Regions from separate parts of the Sus scrofa genome. Here region 2 is linked to region 1. The links are chromatin contacts, called in public Hi-C maps. All regions are on one chromosome and are shown on one strand. The core of a region is the stretch at or near the end of the contact, and the rest is flanking DNA. Distances in the headings are between cores, read along the strand shown.

The links. Hi-C and Micro-C count contacts between places; a contact is called where the count stands out from the background.
Region 2: a Hi-C map of liver shows a contact between it and region 1, with 4 times the contacts expected there. The contact joins two enhancer-like sites. A contact is called at or near these places in 1 of 5 promoter capture datasets (liver), 9 of 47 Hi-C or Micro-C datasets (brain, fetal liver, heart right ventricle and 2 more) and 1 of 2 datasets of contacts at active chromatin or transcription factors (skeletal muscle).

What each region holds. Positions count from the first base shown.
Region 1 is chr15:55,846,727-55,850,628 of Sscrofa11.1, forward strand. No RefSeq gene overlaps it. Among named protein-coding and RNA genes, the nearest start is that of PPP1R3B, 150 kb to the right of the region's middle. Within about 2 kb of position 1,990, at least 15 of the 83 cell types and tissues checked have an H3K27ac peak or open chromatin away from gene starts, as enhancers often do. A contact at or near this core is called in fetal liver and liver, where this site is marked.
Region 2 is chr15:55,938,024-55,941,925 of Sscrofa11.1, forward strand. No RefSeq gene overlaps it. Among named protein-coding and RNA genes, the nearest start is that of PPP1R3B, 62 kb to the right of the region's middle. Within about 2 kb of position 1,713, at least 7 of the 83 cell types and tissues checked have an H3K27ac peak or open chromatin away from gene starts, as enhancers often do. A contact at or near this core is called in fetal liver and liver, where this site is marked.

The sequences.
Region 1 (3,902 bases), core at 740-3,239:
GGAGCTTGTTCAGTCTAAGCTCAATTCGCCTTCATTATCATTCCTCAGAATCCTTGAACATAAAGGGATCTAAACCAAACGTCTGGACATTGAGCGCAGCCGTGCAAACAGCCTCTGGTAATTCCAGGCAAGGAGTGAAGATATCCAGCAAATGGCAAGCAGTGGAGGTCGTACCTATTTTCTTTCTGAGATGATCCCCAACAGGGAGTCAGGACTAGTCCTTAAATTATGTTTGTTTACAAAAGTTGCTTTACCTTTTTGAGCTTAAAAGTCCAGCTGTGCACAAAAGAGATCACGGACCATTGCAATTAAAAGGGACTTTGGTGTTTACTTAGTTCTCCCCATTGCATCTCACATGGTGGAAAGGGACAGCGGGAGAAGCGTAATTCGAAATTTCTAACAGCCTTAACAGCATTCTGTAGCTATTTTCCTCTAGAGAACTTAGAAGCAGTTGAAAGTACTTTTAAATGGCTACTGTGGTCTGATTTATTCCTCCAGAAGGAGGACCGCAAATGTGAGGATGGGAACAGAAGTGAGGAAAACACACTGAATCAATGGACACAAAAGAAGAATGATTACGAAAAGCCTGCCTGAGCTTATTCGGATTCATTCCACCCTAAACAAATCCTCAAATAGAGAAAGCACCATCAAATATTGATGAAATAAGGGAAAATGCCAAGTTACCCACTTCTTCTTAAAATGTACTAATGAACAGATCCAGTGATGTTTACACGTCTTAACTGCTAATTCAATAAACATTAATGAGCATCAGCTCTGTCCTAAATCCATGGCGATTAGGGTAAAAGTAAGGATGTACATATGCATGGGGAGAAGAGCAAACATTTATGGAGGGCTACAATGGCACTGGGCTAAGTATTAGCTCATTTAACCTTAGTCATAAGTACAATTGTTTGCCCATTTTATAGGTAAGGAAACTGAAATTTAGAACAGGGAAGTAACTCGCCCGAGATTCCAGAGCTGGCAGGTGACTGCGTTGTGTTCCTGACCCAGGTCAGCCCTAGTTCCTAACTGAGGTGCTTTACTGACTCCCAGAAGACAAGCTCCCCTGAACTTGTAGTTGGATAGGTGGGGCTCACGGGACAGAATCCATAGGATGAGGACCCCAAGTGGGAAAGGATATAGTTAAAGGAGAGTCACAGGGAAGGTCATACTAGGGCAGGAGCTAAAGAACGAGGGAGGAGGCATCCTTTCAGAGAGAGGTGGGAAAGTGGGCTTTAGGGATAAACAGAAGCATCCTACCTGGCACCATGGGAGAACCAGATGGTGCTAGGGTCACTCCAGTCACACCCCAGCCGCTCAGCTTTGGGCCTAAATCAGTTTCAGAAAGAGAGCAGCCTTGGTGCAGTCAGGGGGAAGAGGAAGCTCTGTAGCCCACCTGGAAATTGCTCATGGCCATCACCGCTCAGGCTCTTTGTAGCTTGGTGCCCTTCAGCCTTTTCAGGTGTCTACCCCAGCTAGACACTGCCCTGGGGTAGACTAGCCTGGGGGGTTGTGGAGGGAGAGGTGCAATTAAACAGAGCTGCCCAGAACCAGGCATTACTGAAGACAGTGTCAAGTGAGTGTGCCTTCTCCAGGACGGCCCCCTTCCCATAGCCCATGGCTTTATTCAGCCTCCGCTTGTGGATTAGCAAAGGCTGGGTTCCACAGGTGCTATTGATGCCCACCCAAGGCTCTAACAGAGCTATCTCTCTGTCCATTTCTTTGTACTGTTTAAGAAAAGTCGTCTTGTTTAAAAGATAAATATAAGAAAGTCATGGCTAAGTCATGGACACTAGTTAGCTGAGTCGTCCCAGGGCCCCTGGTAATATTAGCTCAATTCTTAGAGAAAACTTTCTTTTCTCTCTTGAAAACTGGGTTTTCTCTTTTTCTGTTTTCTGCCCTTAATCATCTTTAAGCTCCCTCTTCCTTTCGTCCAATTTTTTTCCATCAACCTCTGGTGGCCCTCTTGTGGTCACAGGCCACCTCCATCTGAATTCCCTTGGATGGCTGGATCAATGCAGAGCCCTGGGCTTGCTGCAGACCCACTGACACAGTCCTGCAGAGCTGGGAGTTGCATTTTAAATAACTCTTCCAGGTCACTTTTTGCTCACTACAGGTTGAGAACCACTGTCCTGGGGACAAGGAACCTGGAAACTTTTAATTCTCTGATCTCATCCTCCATCTCCCAAGGAAACTTCTTTAGTAAAGGGAGATGCTGAGAAGGCACAGGGACAGTCTAGGGCTTAGCCTTTCCTTGTCATCTTGTGTTTACTTGTCTGTCTCCTCTGCTAGACTGTGTGTCTCTAGGATGAGAATCATGTTCTCTTCAGTTCTCCAGAGCTGGGTCTTGGGACGATGGGTGGGTCACCATGGACACTCTGCAGTATTAGTGGAATGAATAAATTGTTGATGTAACAAACCCTCCCTCCCTCTCTTCTACTCTTTCCTCCTCTCCTTTCTCTTGGGCGCCCCATTGGCCTTGGGCATAGAACACCAATGTTTTAAGAGGCAGTTAATGTTTAAAGGGACAAAATCAGGCACAGGCCAGGCAGTGGCTGGTTGCTCAACCGACAAACAAATCCACCTTCTTCTGTTCTTTCCTAAGCCAACAGGAAGCAGCCAGGAGACGGTCACTCACCCAGCTGGGCTCAGATCCACCATCCTCTCCACCCACACAGCAATTGCGCAATGTTGCTGCAACAACCTGAGGCTATAAATAGTCTATTAAGAAGTTACACAGGAGATTGAGCAGGCCTGATGGGTGGCCCCCATTTGCTCCCCTTCAGACAAGTGGAGAAAATTTTTGTAAAGTGCCACTTACAAGAATCCAAGCCTGGGGCAAAATATTCTACCTTTCCCTTGGATTTCCGTCTGCTCCCCCTGGTTCAGACAGCTTTTTAGGGTCTCTGATGCTTTCTGCTTATCATTGGCCCATGTGGAATTTTGTCCTGCTGATGCAATAATAATGAAGGTAATGATAGTAATTTGTTAGTTGGTCTTCCTTCCTCCCCGTACCTGTGTCCCCTTTTTTTTGTCTTATCTCTGATCTCTTCTGCCTGGACAGTGTCATGTTTTCCACACCAATTCATGCCTCCCTCTCTTCAGTCTACAAGGTCAATTCCATGCATTTGCTTTTCTCATGATTTTTCTTCAGAATTTTTCGATGACTTCTCATTGCATGAAACAGTGGCCTACAATGTTTTCAACACATACTACCCTTATTCTTAACATATATATTAATTTATGAATTAAATACATGTGCTACTGCCAGTTCATATAAAATATTAGGAAAGCTTACTTTCACTAATTTTTTACTAGCATAAATATAAATAGGAGTGCTAATATTTTCTCCCTGTACTCCAATGGATCATTTTGAATACCTCACAGTGGCCCACTGAGGATGACTGACATTGAATCATTCTGCTGGGTCACCAAAGCCTTCTAGGACCTGGTTCCAGGTCATTCATTCATTCACTCAGCATTTCTTAGTAATTGCTGTAGCCAGGCCTGGGGCAAGGCTCAGGGGGTAATAATAAGTAGTCACAGCCCCAGTAGATCAGGAGCTTACATGTGAGTGGAGGAGGTAAACACATAAGTAAATAACTCTTGGAGAGACACATGTATCATTGCAGATGTTTGCATAAGACCTTAAGGAAGAACAAAGAAAAGAAAAAACTTTGCCTGTGAGAGTCAGGAAAGGTTTTGGGAGGACTTGTTGAGCTGGGTCTTGAAGGATGAGTAGGAGTTCACCAAATCACAAAAAGGAAAAGGGCCTTCCAGGCACAGAGAATACATAGGAAAGGCACAAAAGTGAAAAAGAATGTAGGGGAGTCATAAGATGTTTTGACAAACTAAATTCTCCTTTAAATGTGTTTTTACCAGTCTTCCCCAGAGGAATGGTG
Region 2 (3,902 bases), core at 463-2,962, 91 kb after region 1:
TACAATGCATGAAGTCTTGCTGCTCTTGAATTCTAGATCTATTTAAAATATGAAAAAAAATTTTAATTTTTGGATCTTGATAATCTATTCTCTAAATTTGTGGTTCCTTGGAAATTCTATCTCAATGGGTTTCACCTTAGGTCCTCGGTTTAGTTTTATAAAATTGAATGTTTGTAGAGGAGGGAAGATGAGGATTTTATTTATTTATTTATTATTTTTATTTATATTTTTATTTATTTTTCTTTTTGTCTATGAGGAAGAATATAGATGCAAAACAGAGAGGTACATGTGCTGTGATGTGGGGTGTGTGGTAGAGGTGGAGTGAGAGGTATGCAGATAAGGGAACAAAAGAACCAAGAAAAGCCAGTTGTAAGCCATGGCGCTGTCTTAGAGGAGATCATCTACCAGGGCTGTGGGTTTAGAATACCTGCTCTACACAGGTGATATTTTGATTCTGAGTATCTGTTTGAATGAATCTCCCAGCCCCTTCACTTCACCTCAACAAGAGCAAAGAGGTGCAAATTCTATGTTCCAAAACAATCACGGTGTGATTCCTTGGGCAAATTGTTTCTTAGAACCTAACTTACCGTGTGCATAGCACTGTCCAAAGAGCCAGGGCCAACACAAAAATGTACAAGATATACCTACTGCTCTCAATGAGCTTGGAGTTTAGCTGAGCAGATAATACATACACAAATTCATAGATGACACCACAAAACTTACAGCAATGCAAAGGCTATCATAGGATGATGGTTTATAAATGTCCATGTAGTGCCCTAAAGGAAAAAAAATTCAATCCTTTTAGAACTGAAGGCTGCAGTAAGAGATGTGATTTCAGAGCTATCTTGGTAGGCCGGGCTCAGGGCAAAGAAAATGGAGAGGAGAAACTTGGAAAATGGAAAACATGGATAAAATGGACTTGCTGTTTTTGTTTGTTTTTCACTGGTTTGTGTTATATTGTGTGGATCAGATTTGGGACTCAGGAGAAAAATCACTGGACACATTTATAATAAAATGCAAGTCAAATTTCAGTCAATCTCTCAGCTTCTAACAGGTCTTTCTTTCAGTTCCATCTCTACTCCAAACAAATAGGCTCCAAACAAACATATGACTTAGTGACCAGCTCACACTACGATCCCTGTCAGTGGGAAACTAGATCTTGGCTAAGGGCATGGTCATTTAAAAGGGTCCAGTTTGGTTCTCAGTTATAAACTGGTCATTACAGAACATGTGAGACCTGACTCCCCTTCAGGAACCTGCCCATGGTGGCTAAAATTGGCCTCCTGAATTAGACATCGCTAAGGAGAAAAAACACACCATGGGCTGAGGGCCTTTCAAAAGTCTTTTCTTTCTCTAAAAGGAAATGCGGCCAAAATCAGCAACTGGAGTGGACTCAAGTTTATAAAAGCTATCTAGATTCTACCTCAGGAATGTGAAGGAAACTTGGGTCTTTCTTAAGCAGTATCTTTTTATTCACTTTGCTTAAAAAAAAAATGCTGCTGTTGTGTTTGGGTTACCATCCCTTTTCTGTTATTTTTTTTTAAATTCTGTTATTTTAAAATAAAAGCCTAGTATATAGTATATCACAGGAGATGTTTTAAACAAGGAAGCCTTTTTCTCCATCCTCTGTCCCAGGCCTCCACACAGGGGCATGGGACCGACCTGCTCTTTGGACCTCAGGATGTGCGAGCACACGCGGGTGTGATCAGCCTGCCCTTTATCACTCTGGCCAGCAAACCATTGTGCAATCTGTTCCACCCACACAGACCCCATGAGATATTTACACTGTCTTTTTCTTTTATTAGTAGGGAAAAGCTGTCTTTTTAAACGGTCAGTCCGCTATTGTAAGGAAGCCGAAACAGTAGCATGGGTTTTGGCTAGTGGCTAACTAGGTTCCCTTTTTCCCAGCTCTGCTGGAAACATCCAGTACAGAGCAGCATCTAGAACCTAATCTCTTCCTTCTAGACCCTCCACCTTCACCTAACTCTTATACCTCCCTGGCAAGAAAACCATAGCCATAAAGCCTGCGTTATGCAATTTCTTCCAATCAGGAAGACCTAGGGGTAGTGAACACAGATGACTTCATGAACCAGCTGACAACTCCTACATGTAGATTTGACGGCATATGTGCCCCAGGGGTCCTTGCAAGGGTGATCATAGGCCTGGGGTAATGGGACTACTGTTACTCTACTCCAGCCCATTGCTACCCTGCGGGAACACTGACCTAGTGTTATCTTTGGAGTTTTCAAGAAGAGCTCAAACTCTAGAATTTAATGTAAGATGTTCTGATTTTTCCAAGGTTGGTTCAACTTTTGCAAACATTGTGAAAGCCAAACAAAATATATCTGAGAGGAGTTTCTGTTGTGGCTCAGTGATAATGAACCTGACTAGTATCCATGAGGACGTGGGTTCAATCCCTGGCCCTGCTCAGTGGGTTAAGGATCCAGCATTACCCTGAGCTGTGGTATAGGTTGCAGATGGGGCTCAGATCTGCCATTGCTGTGGCTGTGAAGTAAGCCAGCAGTTACAGCTCAGATTTGACCCCTAGCCTGGGAACCTCCATATGCCATGGGTGCAGCCCTAAAAAGACTATACCTACATATATATACATATATATGTAGATATAGGCTATATTCAGCCTTGGGGCTGCCTATGTGAGACTTCTGCCATGATGGGGACTAATATCTCTTGTTTGCATGGAAATTGACAGTTAACGGAAACATGTGCCATCAACACAGAAGTGTGGGTGCTATTGTGAGCTACATTAACTGTAGCTTGACTTCGCATTTTGTGTTTGTTCTAAAGAAAGCATGCTCACCACATATTGAGCTTGCAGAGGGTGAATGTCTGCTCTGCCTGGGTGGAAAGGAGGGAATACAACAAGGCACAATCTCTACTTCTTTTCTCCCTCTGCTGGCAAAGCACTTAGTTAAAGAGGTACCAGGCTAGATGAGCAGCCTACAATCCCCCGATTGGGTGGATTGGGGGGAAAGCTGTGGGGTGAGCCATATGGATAAACTGTCATTCAACCCAGACATGGCAGGGATAATGGATTGCATGGGAATTGTAGAAAATTACTGTTCAATGTGGGTGTCCTCTGCTGCCTTGCTAGACACTACCTCTTTTCTCTTGCTCCTTTTCAAGCCTCCTACGTACAAACTACATACACACATGCTGCTCCCAGCTGCCCAACACTACTTCCTACTCTTGCCTTCATTCACATACCAACACGTTGGGCCTTACCTCAAAATTTCCACTGCCTCTTGCCCAGCCCAAGTTTGCTCTAATTATCCAATTCCAGCAGAGAGAAGCTAGAAGTCACTTCAACCTCTAGAGCAGCACTGTATAATACAAATATTATGTGAGCCACAAATGCAAGCCAAAGATGTAATTTTAAATTTTCAAATAGCCACATTTTAACAAGTGAAAAGAAACAAGCAAAAAAAATTAATAATGTATTTTATTTAATCTGATATACCTTAAATATTATTACTTCAACATGTAATCAATATTTTTTAAAATTGTTAATGATATATTTAATATTTTTTGTACTCAGCCTTTGAAATCTGGTATGTATTTTTCAGTTAGAACACATCTCAATTTGAACCAGCCACATTTCAAGTGTTCAAAAGCCATATGAAGCTAGTGACTGCTGTTTAGATAGCACAGCTCTAGAATATAAAGGAATTTCCATAATTTCCACTTTCAAATCTTCATTAATGAGATAATCCAATTGCTTAAAATATCCCACATTGACATATTTGAATAAAATTCAAAAGGTTTTTGACAAGTTAAAATGGTTACAAAGTGAACGTCAACTAGGCTAAATGTAAAATTCTATATTCAGGCTCATAAAATTTAAACATATAAATATAGAATGAGGAGACTGGCCCTTTTTTTTT